Regions from separate parts of the Mus musculus genome. Here all the other regions are linked to region 1. Evidence: chromatin contacts called from public ChIA-PET and promoter capture Hi-C data. All regions are on one chromosome and are shown on one strand. Each heading gives the region's core, a stretch centred on a gene start, on an enhancer-like site or on the middle of the called end of the contact. The rest is flanking DNA. Distances are from core to core; before and after follow the strand shown. Region 1 holds the start of 2810414N06Rik (RIKEN cDNA 2810414N06 gene). Region 2 overlaps Colgalt2 (collagen beta(1-O)galactosyltransferase 2). Region 3 has its middle 31 kb from the start of Gm36297. Region 4 overlaps Gm36920 (a long non-coding RNA gene). Region 5 holds the start of Rgl1 (ral guanine nucleotide dissociation stimulator,-like 1).

Region 1 (2,700 bases), core at 138-2,637:
AAGGAAAAGAGTGTGAGAATTTACTTCGTAGTCGAATAGAACTTGAGGGCAGGGGCAGATCGAAGGCAGAGGGAGGAGGAATTCAGAGGGTTTGCAAATCGAAGCTTACTCTGTGGCAGTGTAGAGGAGACTAGGACGTTGCAACTGTTCAGCAAAGAGATAATGAGAGCTGGAACTAGGAAAATGTGGACTAGAAAGGCAATGGTCTGAAAGATAGTAGCGATAAGGATCTGGGTGATTTACCCACTGGTTGGACACTAGGAAAGAAGAGGGTGAGTAAACAGGTCTGAAGCATTAAATAATTTTACACTTGAGTTTCTCTTGGACCAGACAGAAAGGAAATTGAATGTAAGGCCAATGATCAGGACAGATATAAATCTAGAAATCAATCCGAGCAACAAGGTGACTTAATCCGTGTCAGAAATCACTAAAGCGAAACCCGGAGAGTACAAAGAAGCAAAGGAGTCGAAACAGAACCTTCAGGAAACACCTGCGTTTTTGAAAGAGGAGAGAAGGAAGAAAGGTTATTTTGTAACCCGGATGGTCAGAGAGATAAGACTTAAGTGGTGAGGCATTAAAAGCAAGAGGTTTCAGATAGCTCGATATTGCTGAACGGACAAATACGAAATTTACTGTGGCCACAGAGGTCACATCCAAGCTCCTCAACTCTGCCGCCACCTGCTGAAGTGGCACAAAAGAAAGACATGTGCTTTTGCAAGAGAAACCCACCTGTCATTTTACCCACAGTTAGCCTGCCAATCAGCCATTGCAACTCATTACAACATCTAGTCTTCACTAAATTAAAAAAAAAAAATCACTTTTGCATTGTACACTTCTTTCCTTCATGGGCTTTTAAGATAACTATTATTAATCACGTTCTTAGCTTTGCTTGGCCTCCTTCATTTTGAGTGTCCTGCTTAGTTGCTGGGGTACTGAATTAGAGGAGTAATTCAGGAGTTAGATTAGTGTTTGCTAACTTCTTCCAAGCCTTTGTGCAAAAGTTCAAGCTACGTGTGCAAAAGTAGAAGGACGATATATACATATTAGAGTTGTGTATATGCGCTAATGAAAGTAAAACTCTCACATGGTCGTCAAAGGTTCGAGTCATTTAGCTGTTGTTCATTTCCTAGTTTTTGTTTTGTTTTGTTTTGTTGTCATTTTCTCGAGGGCAGAAGAATATTTTCACTGTTCACCCAGGCATTCGGTACCGACCTGGGGGCAAGTCTCATTCTGTCAGCTCTCAGGAAAAAAAAAAAATCTTCAGGAAGAGAATGGCAAAGCACTCACGAGTCTCAAGGACTGGGCAGCCCACCGACGAGGTAGGGTTGGCCAAAGGTCTTGCGGAACACAGAACGCCTGGAACCTGCGTGGCCTTTACAGAATAGGACTACAAGTCCCAGAACGCAGGGCGCTACTAGGCAGAAATCTAGCAAGGCGCCTGCGCGTAGGTCTGTAGTCAAGCTGGAGGAAGCGGTGCACCTTGGGACTAGTAGTTCCTAGGTGGCAACTCCTGGGGTCGGAGGTGGATCGAAGGGACAGCTCCCTGCCCAGTCCCGCCTTTTGTCCACGTCCCGCTTCTCTGGGCCAATGCTAGGTCCTGTAGCTGCGGCCAGCCCCTCTCCGAGGCTGTCTCCATTGGTCCCGAGGCTATCTCACTTCGGCTCTACCCGGAAGTAGCCTTGGAGAGGCGGTTTCCTAGACTACGACACCGGAAAGCTGGGGGCGGTGCTCCGAGCCGTGGAGGGCGGAGGGTGGTGGCAGCGCTGGCGCTGGGGGACCGGCTCGGTGACTTCGGCAAACAGTTTGGCGCCGGCGGCCGCCAGCCTCACTCCACAGTCCGCCCTCGACACGGCTCGCAGCCTCCTCGCCGCCGGCAGCCCGCAATGTGGCCCACCGTGCCGGTGTAGCAGCTGCGCGTGCGCGGAACCGCGGGGCCATGAGCAAAGCCGGCGGCTGCCGGGGCTGTGGGTGCCGGGTCCCCCAGCGAGCGTCATGGAGCCTGGTGGCAGCGACGGCCGCGCTCTGTCTGGTGTTGGCCACGTCCGTGTGCACGGCAGGGGCCGCGCCCATGAGTAGGGAAGAGAAGCAGAAGCTTGGGTAAGGGTGCGTGGCTGTCCGGGTGGGTTTCCTCGCGCGGCTGCCAGCAGTGGAGGTGCCTGTCATTGCGCCCCCGGCGCACTGTGGACTTTTTCTGTGGTGACTGTAACAGCTGGTGAGGCTGGAGGACCTCGGTGCGGTGGACGGGGTCCAGGACGATGGGAGCTGATCCCCGGGATGTGACCTCGGGGGCTGTCGAGTGTCTCCTGGGCAGCCTGTGACATATGTAGTGTTGTGTCAGCGCCTCTGCCATGTCAGGGGCTGGTGGAGGGGCTACCGCCTGGGTGGCGGAGGCAGGGTTGGATGTCTCACCCAAGTGAGCTCCCAGCGGGAAAATGTTGCGGTGCTTACACCTGTTAAAGGAAAAGGGGCGTTCACCGGAACTTGAACTTTTCAGACTTCACTATCCCCCTTGCTGTGTTTTCTTTCCTAAATGGCACTTGTGAGCTAGAGCAGGCGATTTGATGCTATTCAGAGGCCTCGATTAAGTGTACCCCCTTAGAGTAGTTTTATGAGGCTTAAAAGTGTTCCAAAACACTATTTATAGCATTTAATCCAGTAATTCGAATACATCCGAAGTGGCACAAGTGACTAAGAACGAAG
Region 2 (2,700 bases), core at 145-2,644, 740 kb after region 1:
CTAAAATTTTGTCTTTTGGCAGGCAAGAACTTTAGCGTAGTTTTCCTAGGGCCATATCTACTGTACAGTTGTAAGTATATAAATAACAAAGCAGAGGTGGGCTTTTAGCTCAGTGGTAGAGCATCTTCTTAGGATAAGTGGAGCCCTGGGGTCAATTCCTAGCACCACAACGAAAAGGGGAGAAGAGGGAGAGGGTGAGAGGGAGAGAGGGAAGGGGGAGGGCCAGAGGGGAAGGAAGAGGGAGGGAGAGGGAGAGGGAGGTGTACAGTAAAGAGAGGAAGGAAGGGAAAGAGGGATGGAGGAAGGCAGAAGGGAATGGAGGAGGCAGAAGGAGGAGGGAGACAGGAAGAGAGGGAGGGAGGGAAGGAAGAAAGGAGAGAGTTAAGGAAAGAGGAGAGAAGAGTGGAAGGAAGGAAAGAAAGAAAGAGAATAATATAAAGAAGTGGTTTTCTTGGTAGAGTGTAAAACAGATGGTTGCCAGGGCCAGAACTGTGAGTCTGTTCCACGAGCCCTTCATGGCCCCTTATGTGGTTGCTAGTGCTGAGGAGTTTTGTGGTCTAGAGCTGTGACCTGCCAGGAGTCCACACACTGGGACAGAATTCTTCCAGGGCTTCTGGATTTAAGCCAAGCATTGTGCTTTGAGCTCAGTATGCTTTTTGGAAGAAAACGCCTTATCACATTGGAACATTAACATCTGTGTCTCCAAATCATGTTCATCCCAAGGAGCTAATGGACCTAGGAGTTGGGGATCTCTGCTACAAAACTGACTTGAAGCTAGACTTCCAAATGCAGGAAATGGGTAGTTCATAAATACCAAGTAGAGATTATGCCATTTTCACAGAAGGCAGAAAAAGGAGAGATGAATTTAAATGTAGCACAAAGTATAAATAGACCCTATTGAGTCTATTCCTATTTACTAAAAATAGAAAATAGTTTTCAAAACTGACCGGTGCTACAAGGGTGGGCTCACCAATGGTGGGTCCTTGCTGCGGGGCGGGGCCTGCCACACAGCTTCCTCTTGCCGAGCACAGTTCTCCTTCCCGGAGACTGTGGCCTCTCTTCATTTTCTAGGAAAGGGGGCCCATGTGTTTTTCAGTGTCTTCCTTTTTCCTCCTGGCATCACATTCTGTGAGGATCAGATCACAGTAAATGAAACAAAGACAGACCGGACCGGCTTGCTCCGCCTCGGGCAGGACCGTGGTGTTAGTGCCCTAGAAAGTGAGGCAGCCCAGGACTTTGCTTTCCACAGCCCAGGATAATCATCTCTCTGTCTGCAGCAGACATGGGCTGTGGAAAAGAGGTGTCAGAGGTCTTTTCCGCCCTCCAATCCTGTGACCTGGTTGCTAGCGTCTGGCTGTATTAGGCACTCGGTTCTTTGCTCTGTTTACTAAGTATGAGCAAGCCGTCTGTGTTTTCCCTTCATGGCTACTGGGTTTATTGCCCTTGTCCTGGCAGGGCCCAGGGCGGGACTATTATTTACTGAAAGCTTCCTCGACTGGAGGCCTCTGGTTTGCAGGGGACTTTTTGGATGCTTCTCTGTTTGTTTTGTTTTGTTTTGCTTTGTCTCCTTGGGTGACCTCAGATGGCTCTGTGGATGCGAGAAGGATATGCCGTTTCCTTCCTATGTCTGTAAAACCAGGCAATGGAACATAATCCTTGACAGTTAGGATTCTAAAGACAGAGAAAATGAAAAAAGACGGCACATGCTTTAAGCTACATAGTCCCAAATATATGTCACACAGAAATTATGGTGGATTTTTTTTGTTTTATTAATAACTATCCAGTTAAGTAAGAGGGTATCAAATCATACTGAGTGCCTGCCCTGCCCAGCATCTCCGGAGATGATGCACAGAACATTCTGTTGCTCCCAGGACTCTATATGTGAACAGAGATGAGACTCTCTTACAGGGGAGAGTTGAAAGCTTAGTATAACTTCTGATGCTGCTAAAGCATATATTTAAAATTATACTCAGAGTAACTATTGAGCCAAAGCTCAGTGCAATATAGTCTGGACCTCAGCCTGATTGCATGATAAGATTTCTGCACAGGTCTCATAACATGAAGCCAACTTTACTATAAGCCACTATGCACAGATTTTCATAGGTACAGGGCTTGAGGGGTGGGTTTGCTCAAACCCCTCCTTTTCCAAACAGCAGAGCTAACTACACAGAGAAAATAAATACTGTCCCCAGAGTCACCTCGACAGTCAGGAGGCAACGAGTGTCCTCTGCCCTGTTCCTGTAGGTTTCTCCCTCACTGGGATGTAGATTCCTGATGGCTGTTAACATCTCCCAATAGTTTAATATTCAAAATCAGCTCATCAGTGCTTGCAGCCAGAGGCCTTTATTCAAAAGCTAACTTATGCACTGGTAAGACAGTCTGGTGGCTGAAAGCACTTGCTGTCAAGCTAGAAGATTGTCAATTGTCCTCTGACCTTCTCGACACTCACAGCAATGCAGTTACACTATACACACTAAATAAATAAATGAATAAATAAATACATACATACATACATACATACATAAAACGCTAATTTCCCTACAGCAGTCTTCATGAGGCTTTAGTTGCCTTATGATGTCTATATGTTAGTACTGCTATCATCTAGGCATTTCAGGCCAGGGTAAAGGGTACAGGCAGACTTGGCCCTCGCTCAGAAAGCCCGAATGCACATCCATCTGTATTCACAAGCCAGCAGGTGCC
Region 3 (2,700 bases), core at 107-2,606, 730 kb before region 1:
GGCCATAAAAGGGGAGTGGGTGGGTAGGGGAGAGGGGGTGGGTGGCTATGGGGGACTTTTGGTATAGCATTGCAAATGTAAATGAGCGAAATACCTAATAAAAAATGGAAAAAAAAATTAAAAAAAAAAAAAAAAAAAAAGAAAACCTAAAGAGTGAACTGTAAGATGTCACGTGTCTGGTTTTCTCAGACCAAATTAAACTGGCTATGTGTTGAGATACATTCTGCAAACCTCCACAGTGGTCTAAGGTTGCAAAGCCCTGGGTTCCTTATTTCTACTTGTGCGTCTGTGTGCGTGCGTGTGCATGTGCGTGCGGGTGTGTGTGCGTGTGTAACAATAATTATTATAGGAAAAGACACCATCAATTTGAGAGGGAGTTGGGGGTGGCATATAGGAGGAGCTGGAAGGAAGGAAGGGGAAAGCCATACAGTTACGCTTTAAGTTTTCTTTAAGTGCTCCATAACGGACCCAGAGGGAAAACTCAATCTAAAGTACACCCAATCTATCAGGTTTACTTTGCTTGGCTGCGGCAATGGATGACGTACCATGCAAGTGTCAGTAAGAACTGAAAACTCTTGCTTCCTTTTCGGATGAGTGGGCTTCCTCAGTTTCCCCATTACTCAACAAACCCTCATGTCTAATTCACAAATTTCAGAAGCTTCATTGTTTTCAAAGTAATCTAAATTTCTTCTCGTGAAAACATTTTTCCCCTATAGAAACAAATAAGAGAAAGGAAAAAGATAACCTAAAACATAAAATCTAGGAAACACGGGGCTGGAAAGATGGCTCGGCCATTAAAAGCCAGGCTCCCATCCAAAAGTCTAGGAAATAGAAATAGAACGCTGTGACTGTTCTAACTCGGTGTGCTTTCCCTTGGTTTAGATGTCATAGAACCGGCGGGGGCGGTCACTTAGCCTCAGCTTCTGGTAAAATTCTTGAAAGAAATCCTAGAAGATCTTTTGGGGGGCAGGGTATTGGTGCTGTTTTGTTTGTTTGTTTTGCTGCACTGGGAGAACCCTTGAGTGAAAGGGTTTTCTCCATGCCCACTGCAGTTTCTAAGCCCTCGTCTGCAAGTTATTAGAGGTTTTGATTACCTCTGTCATGAAAAAGAGAAAAGGTAACCAGGTGACCACAGACTGCAATGTCGGGACTTTCAGCCTCTAGGTGGGAGCCCTGCCCTCATTCCTCAGAACAGACTTTCTCTTATCTCAGGTACCTGCCCACTAAAACCGGTTGAGGAAAGTTGAAAGTGGTTTGCTTAGATAAGCATCAAAGTTTGGGATGCCGATCTGTACCTAGGAGACCTTTGATCCTGTGCACTCTGGTTTAGAAATCAACCCGGAATGTTATCTAACAAGAAGGATTTGTCTCTTCCGCCTTTCTCTGGTCTCAGCGAGCCCGGAAATACCAAGAGCAGCCTCTGCGGTGCTTCAGAACTTCCACTTCCTGTTATGGAGGAAAGTCGAAGCGGAGAGACGCAAGACTGTCAACCGGAGAGAACAATCCACCACAACATCCCGATTAAATTTAGTTCAAATGCTCCCTGTTTACTTAAGCAGCCTATGTGCCCTGTTTTAAACTAAAAACGGGCAGGAAGCTTTCATATTGCTAAACTCGTGCTAGCTCTCTGGGGAAGCGGAGAGGATGAGACACCCCCTCCTGGAGCAAGCTCTGGGCTGTCATCCCATGTCAAGTGATCAGCCACTAACCTGACAGTGTGGCTATCGGTTCTCAAAGAGTGCATTAGAATCTTAGAATCATAGGGAGATGTGGACAAGAGGGAAACGCTAGGCCCGTACAATCCCTCTCCATTCCAGTGCCTGATCTATCCAGTATTGAGTCAAATAGCATCTCTAGCGCTTTCTCAGGGGATACCTAGTCACTGCTCTAAGTAGTTTTTAGTATAAATGCTGGAATATAGGGAGTTGTTGACCAGGGAGCTCCCAGAAGCTTCCCAAATAAAACAGGCTCTGCCCTTACTCTTCTTGCCTGAGAAGCTAGATGGTAAGAGCCTTTCACAAGAACAGCATACACAGGGCACAGAGAAGTCAGACGGGAACCAATCTGGACGCTTCCTCTCTATTAGTTAGCATTCATGGTAGCCGATGGTTCTATACTGTCTGCTAGAGAAAATTCATCTATGGCCTTTCCCAGCTGTGAGACCTGAAGGCTACAATACCCACCTGCCAGACGAGATCTGACTACTGGTACAATAGTGACATGGCTTTGAGAGCCGTGAGTGATATGACACTTTCTGACTGGCTCTGAAGCTGATCCACTGGTGGCCACCCATGTGCTTACTGGAGCAGTAAGCCTATGACTGCATTTGAAGAGGAAGCCGTGAAAACCTTCATGTTAAATTTTACCCTCTCAGTAGCAAAAGTGTTTTATGCCCATATCGACCACCAAATTGGGGGGGGGGAGGGGAGAGAGAGAGAGAGAGAGCATTCCCTGCATTCGGTACTCACTCTTCCCTAATATTTACCCTTTCTTGTTCTTTTTCTTCATTTTATGCTGTACCTACATATATACATATATGCTCAGGATTTTGAATGCCAGTTCTAACCATATGTTGCTTAAGTTGTAAAGACTTTAGTTCTGGTTGACTTTGGTATGCCACTTTTTTTTTTATTTAATTGCAAGGTCTTTTTTTATAATAAAGTTTATTTTATAAAAGAAAGTTAATATGTTTTCTTTGGA
Region 4 (2,700 bases), core at 166-2,665, 520 kb after region 1:
CGAAGCCTGGGCTTTTAGTCACCATGGCAGTACATTGTAGCTAAGATCAGTAGGTCTGAAAAAAGAAATCCATAAATATGATATCATAGTCACTAGGAGGATGATTAGCTATTATAAGGGTACCCTGAAGTTGGTAAGAAGATCCTTTTGTAGTTAAACAGAACCCACCTCAGGGCTGGAGAGATGGCTCAGCAGGTAAGAGCACTGACTGATCTTCCAGAGGACCTGGGTTCGATTCCCAGCACACACATGATAACCCATAACCATTGATAGCACCAGTTCCAGGGGATCCAACCCTCTCATCTGGCCTCTGCCAACACTGCATGAGTGTGGTAGACAGACAGACACGCTGGCACTCACACATATATATTAATTAAATAAAAATTTTATAAAAGTTCGTCTCCACAATTTATCAATTTGATGAACTTGGATTTTTATAGATTGAGTTCCCACTAAAAATATACACCTGAGTAATCTAGGAGAACTTCCTAGAAGACACAGACTTGGTAGGAATCAGACACTGGCTAACTCTCTTCCTTAAATAGCTGTCCATTCCCATGCAAGTGCAACCACTGAATTCAGCTTCTCTCCCCCAGCTGCTGGTGCAGTGGCTTTGCTGGGGTACACGCTCTTGCTGTGAGCTGTGCTATCCACTGCAGTCCTGCAATGAGGAGGAGCCAGGAAGCATCATTGCCTGCCAGCCAGTTCAGGCCGTGCATTAGCAGTCAGCCTACCTCGGCCGGCCTTGCTGCGCAGGCTTGGCCCAATCTGTAAGGCAAGGCAATTTTCCATCTCTAATTTTCTGCAAACTCACTGTCCCCTAAGAACAAATAGCTATAATCAAAATGCCTCCTGTTGACTTTGCAAAACCTTGGAGCAAGGCTAACCACAGGTTTCTAAATGCTCATCTTCAAAGCAGATCTTTAAGGATGTAAACTCAGGGGAGGAAGAGCTTCAAGAGAAACCACTGCAAAGGGCGGTGGAGCTGTGGGCTGGGCATGGTAAAGAGCACCTTGTCCATCCTCCGCACCTTGTCACGTACAGAGCTTTGAAAAGGACTTTTTTTCTGCATTTGGTCTAATAGAATAACAAGCATAAACAAGAAGCAAAGGTTGCTAGAGTCTGGTGTCTACACAAGGTTTTGGAAATGGCCAGCATATACATAACTGCTAAGTCGCAGATAATGGGTGGGGGGAGGGGCTGGCATTGTCAGAGAACAGCCTGAATAATCGTCTTCTAAACAGATGAACTCTGATTCTTCCATTACTCACTTTATCCGTAATGTGTGCTGTGGACTGTCAACTCACGGAGCTGAAGAGGAATTATCCATGCAAGGCACAGACTTACGCTCAGGCTGCTCTTGTTTGCAGGAGATGAGATTAGTGCATAGGGATGAGGTAAGACAGCGGAAATTGACGGCCACCAGGTAGAAGAGATGCAGAGAGTGGGTGACAGGAAGCCAGGGGTGGAAGAGGGTTGAGGTGGACTACAGTTGTCAAGAGAAGTTCAGTGGAAGAGACTTTGCACAGGTTAGGATTTGGAGAGCAACAGAAGCAGGTATGGAGGGCGGGGGGGGGGGTGTTCTAGGAGAGGAGAAGCAGGCCAGGAGTGTCTTTTTTTTTTTTTTCTGCTTGTCAAAGTCTTTGAGGCTTTTCGAAGATGAAAGCCTGCGGATATCTCTGTGTCTTCACAGAAAACCAGTCCAGTGCACACAGTTACATAAAACATGGGGGCACTAGATGATGTCCAAAGGGACAAGTTATGTATTACAGATTTTTAAAAATAGCATCTTATATTCTAAACAGCATAAAATTGAAACCGTATTTCACCTTTTCCTTAGCTTGGAATACTCGAAATGTTTAGTTGTAAAAGAAATAATTATTTGAACAGATATGATCAAAAGTGCATGCCTGTGTGTGTGTGAGAGAGACAGAGAGAGGGAGAGAGAGAGAGAGACAGACAGACAGAGACAGAAAGAGAGAGAGACAGAGACAGAGAGAGACATAGACAGAGACGGAGCATGCACTCTGACCGAGCAGCAGCAAGTCCGAGTGACCCACCTGTTTCTCCCACACCAGTGCTGGGTTTGGAAGCCTGTGCTACCACGTCTACATTTTTTAGGTGGGTTCTGGGAATCTGAACTACAGAGTTGATGTTTATGTGGGAAGCACTTTCCTAAACAAGCCTAGCCTAGCTACCCAATGCTAGTGTGTGTGTGTGTGTGTGTGTGTGTGTGTGTGTTTTAGACAAAAATCTCATTAGGTAGCCCAGGCTGGCCTGAAGCACAGAATTCTCTTGTCTCAGCTTCTTGGCAGACTCTCATTTATATCTGTGATTATTTCCTGTTGCTCTCTAACCAAACAGCTGTGTTTGGAATGGGTGAATAAGATTCCATTATAATGAAAAATATCACAAACCTGCCACTTGGGGAGAAATTTTTGAAATGCTGAAATGGCTGAGAAGATAGTTTGCATCCCATTTGATGATTAAGGGAGAGCACTCTACAGTTCAGATGAAAAGCTGTGTTAGAACCATACACCTGCCTGCAAGCAGGATTTTAACCGGCAATTTGGCTTCTAGGTAATATATGATGACCTACACAATAAATTAATCTTTTTTTTTTTTTATTTCACGAGAAACACAAGGCCAAAACAGTGCCAAGTATGCTCCCCAGAATTGCTTGGCCATGTTCCCAGATGG
Region 5 (2,700 bases), core at 172-2,671, 870 kb after region 1:
AGATCTCGGAAGCGCTACTCACCCCTAGCCATCTCGCTCCTTTATTGGCCGCCTGTTGAATCTGGACTCTTTTGAGGGTGACATGGTAAACAGCTCCTTCCTCTACCTCTTCACCCCAGTCCTGAATCGAGCTCTGCCAGGGACAGGATAAAAAGAAAGAAAAAGAGGGTCGTAGTGTGTGTTGTTGTTTTCTTCCCCCTTGGCTAACCACAATCTATCCCAGCTGCTTCCCTGCTTACAAAGGCTCTCCAAGCCTTTGAGTAAATCCTCCAAACAGAGCAACACAGGACACCCTGCAATAGGCAAGGCTGAGATTTTCTTGGCTGGCAGCCTTTTCCTGCGGTATCAGGAGCCTCCGACTTCTCCCTTCTCTGGTCAGTTACTTTTCCTAACCTAGCCACGTATCTTAAATCATCTTTTCAAGTTTTTTTTTTTCCTTCTTAAGGAAACTGTGGTTTAGTCCTGATCAACTCTGTCCACTTAAGTGAAAGGAAAAAATAACTCATTTGCAAAAACAAGAGTTTATACTTCTCAAAGTACACAAACATTTGAGCAATGTCGATGTTAAACTCCCTCAAACAAGTGTTTTAATACCAAGAGCCCTCTTTGGGAAGTGAAGTTGTACCTCTTTTTCTCCTCTTACTATTTTGAAACCCAAAAAAAAGTTATGTGGGGTATGGAAAGTTTTTATTTCCAGAAAGAAAAAAGGAAAAGAAAAGAAAAGAAAAGAAAAGAAAAGAAAAGAAAAGAAAAGCCCCTCTGGCAAGTGCCGAGAAAGCAAAACATCTTCATGCAGCTTCCACTGAAATTTACACAGCGACCCCCTGGATAGCCATGTCGCCAGCTAAACCTCGGATCTGTGTTAAAGGGCTGCCGCTGGGAAGCAGAGCGCGGCGCCGCTCCCCCAGACTGAGTTCTGTCCTTTCCAAGTTCTGCTCTCCTGACACGCATCTGCCTGTCCCAGACACCCCGCAGGCGATGCCTGAGAACACAGGCATCGTTTCTAGGGAGAAGAGGCACAGAGAGGGGAAGGACACAAAGCAGAATGAGAAAGCTCCTCTTAGAGAGTGGGGTCCGGGTGGCTCTGATCAGTTAGACAGTGCTCCAACAACCCGGCCCGAGAAAGCGGGAGATGGGACGAGTCCCCCAGCAGAGAAGCGTCAGGGGAAGGCGGGGAGCTGGCGTTACCATTTTAGCTTGCCAAAGTAATTTCATTCTCAGTTTTCTTTCCGGCACACGGACGCTGCATGGTGCGCCCTGCTCCGAGGCGGTCGGGGCGTCTCTCTGGCCCGGCTCCGGGTCCCCGCGCTTCCCACGCGCCTTGCTGCCCGACTGCCGCCGCCGCCGCCGCGCGCGACCGGGCCACAAAGGAGCGCCGGCCAGCGAGCAGGCAGCCCGGGAGCCCGCGGCAGCAGACTCCTCCCCGCCGCTCCGTGATGTCAGGCTTTCCTGTTTGTGCTTGTGAGCGCACTCTCCCTTTCGGAAGCCCCGCGGATCAAGGGAGCAAGCAATCGTTTCTCCAGCTCAGAGTGGTGGGGAAACGATGCTTTCAAGTAGACCGCTTCATCGGGGTTTCCTGGTGGCCACCAGGTGACAAAATAGAACCATGTGTGCCATGGGACATGTGCGCAGCCTCCGTCTGCTTTACTGAAGGAAACTGTTAGGGATTAGGGATTCTTGTGTGATCTGCTTGCTATTTGGAATTTACAGCAATTAAATCAGAGTCCCCTCGATTTGGGGGGAAGATTTTCATTAGGATAAAGTCAAAAGCTATCTGGGTATCTAAAAACCGTGCCCAGCGGCTCTACCCTGCCCCGCACCTGCAACTGCCTGGACTTGTTCCTACTGCCCACTCTTGTTTGTGGCTTTCTTGCTTTTTTTTTCTTTTTTTTAAACAAAAGGTGGTCCTGGCTAGCCTTGAACACTTAGAACTTTTCTGGCAATCCTCCTGCCTCTGTCTCTTGAGTGCTGAGATTACAGGCATGCATCAACTCCACCACCCAGTCTGATAAGGCTTACTGGCTACTGCTGGTGAGAGCAGAGAGTTTTGCAGGATCTGACAGTTTGTGACAGAGGCCATAAGTGGTCCTAGGGGTTTCTGGAGCCTCTGTGAGTAGCCATGGGGGGTGTGCACTGTGGGGACACAGAGGGATAATCACTGTAGGGAAAGCCTTTCAAAGGACAATGCTGAAAAGAATTTTATCTTAACACAATAGTCTGTGGGGGACAATACATTACACTTTAAAAGATCTAGTTTCAATAAATCAACAGCAAGAGATAGCCCATAGTCAGGTAGCCAAACTGTACCTGTCAGAACTCCACACCAATTACAAAAATGTCATGTTTTACACATGTCAAACTGAAAAGGACCTCCTCCAGATTGCTGTGCTGAGCTTTGGTTAGTACTGAATATACCATGAGCTGAAAAGTTAGGCAATCAGTGCACTGATGTCTCCAGAAGGGCATCAGAAATGACAGAGGCTACACCAAGCAAGCAAAGGATCTCTGCACACTGAAGGATGTCTTCAAGTCAGTCAAACGCTCCTCATAAAGACCCATGCTTCAGGAGTTCAAGACTGTAGAGAGAATGATCTTTTACAACCAAAGTGGATGTTTCTATAATTTAAATATTAAACACACATACACACACACACACACACACACACACACACACACACACACACACATTCCTTCTGCTGT

What was found. Promoter capture Hi-C pulls out the DNA fragments that hold promoters and counts their contacts. ChIA-PET counts read pairs in DNA pulled down with a chosen protein or histone mark.
Region 2: a contact with region 1 is called in a promoter capture Hi-C map of trophoblast stem cells, with 3 times the contacts expected there. The contact joins the enhancer-like site here to the promoter of 2810414N06Rik in region 1. A contact is called at or near these places in 3 of 39 promoter capture datasets (hippocampal neurons, stem cell-derived epiblast-like cells and trophoblast stem cells) and 3 of 115 datasets of contacts at active chromatin or transcription factors (the 230-238 cell line, astrocytes and large pre-B cells).
Region 3: a contact with region 1 is called in a promoter capture Hi-C map of liver, with 2.4 times the contacts expected there. The contact joins the enhancer-like site here to the promoter of 2810414N06Rik in region 1. A contact is called at or near these places in 6 of 39 promoter capture datasets (the C10 cell line, the HPC-7 cell line, embryonic stem cells and 2 more) and 1 of 115 datasets of contacts at active chromatin or transcription factors (pro-B cells).
Region 4: a contact with region 1 is called in an RNA polymerase II ChIA-PET map of memory CD8 T cells, with 22 read pairs. The contact joins the enhancer-like site here to the promoter of 2810414N06Rik in region 1. A contact is called at or near these places in 3 of 39 promoter capture datasets (embryonic stem cells, stem cell-derived epiblast-like cells and trophoblast stem cells) and 11 of 115 datasets of contacts at active chromatin or transcription factors (the SCID.adh cell line, bone marrow-derived macrophages, embryonic forebrain and 6 more).
Region 5: a promoter capture Hi-C map of the C10 cell line shows a contact between it and region 1, with 5 times the contacts expected there. The contact joins the promoter of Rgl1 here to the promoter of 2810414N06Rik in region 1. A contact is called at or near these places in 1 of 39 promoter capture datasets (the C10 cell line) and 1 of 115 datasets of contacts at active chromatin or transcription factors (pro-B cells).

What each region holds. Positions count from the first base shown.
Region 1 is chr1:151,753,631-151,756,330 of GRCm38.p6, forward strand. 2810414N06Rik (RIKEN cDNA 2810414N06 gene) reads right to left here and starts at 1,388. Exons shown (of 2, transcript NR_151475.1): 1 at 1,213-1,388. Edem3 (ER degradation enhancer, mannosidase alpha-like 3) reads left to right here and starts at 1,744. Exons shown (of 20, transcript NM_001039644.2): 1 at 1,744-2,097. The coding sequence starts at 1,937.
Region 2 is chr1:152,496,442-152,499,141 of GRCm38.p6, forward strand. All of the region lies in intron 7 of Colgalt2 (collagen beta(1-O)galactosyltransferase 2), which reads left to right. Among named protein-coding and RNA genes, the nearest start is that of Gm51749, 42 kb to the right of the region's middle. Within about 2 kb of position 1,395, at least 72 of the 459 cell types and tissues checked have an H3K27ac peak or open chromatin away from gene starts, as enhancers often do. A contact at or near this core is called in trophoblast stem cells, where this site is marked.
Region 3 is chr1:151,023,930-151,026,629 of GRCm38.p6, forward strand. No RefSeq gene overlaps it. Among named protein-coding and RNA genes, the nearest start is that of Gm36297, 31 kb to the right of the region's middle. Within about 2 kb of position 1,357, at least 90 of the 459 cell types and tissues checked have an H3K27ac peak or open chromatin away from gene starts, as enhancers often do. A contact at or near this core is called in liver and pro-B cells, where this site is marked.
Region 4 is chr1:152,269,171-152,271,870 of GRCm38.p6, forward strand. All of the region lies in intron 3 of Gm36920 (a long non-coding RNA gene), which reads right to left. Among named protein-coding and RNA genes, the nearest start is that of Gm36920, 19 kb to the right of the region's middle. Within about 2 kb of position 1,416, at least 26 of the 459 cell types and tissues checked have an H3K27ac peak or open chromatin away from gene starts, as enhancers often do. A contact at or near this core is called in the SCID.adh cell line and memory CD8 T cells, where this site is marked.
Region 5 is chr1:152,623,796-152,626,495 of GRCm38.p6, forward strand. It overlaps Rgl1 (ral guanine nucleotide dissociation stimulator,-like 1), which reads right to left and starts at 1,422. Exons shown (of 18, transcript NM_016846.4): 1 at 1,189-1,422; 2 at 23-133. The coding sequence starts at 1,215.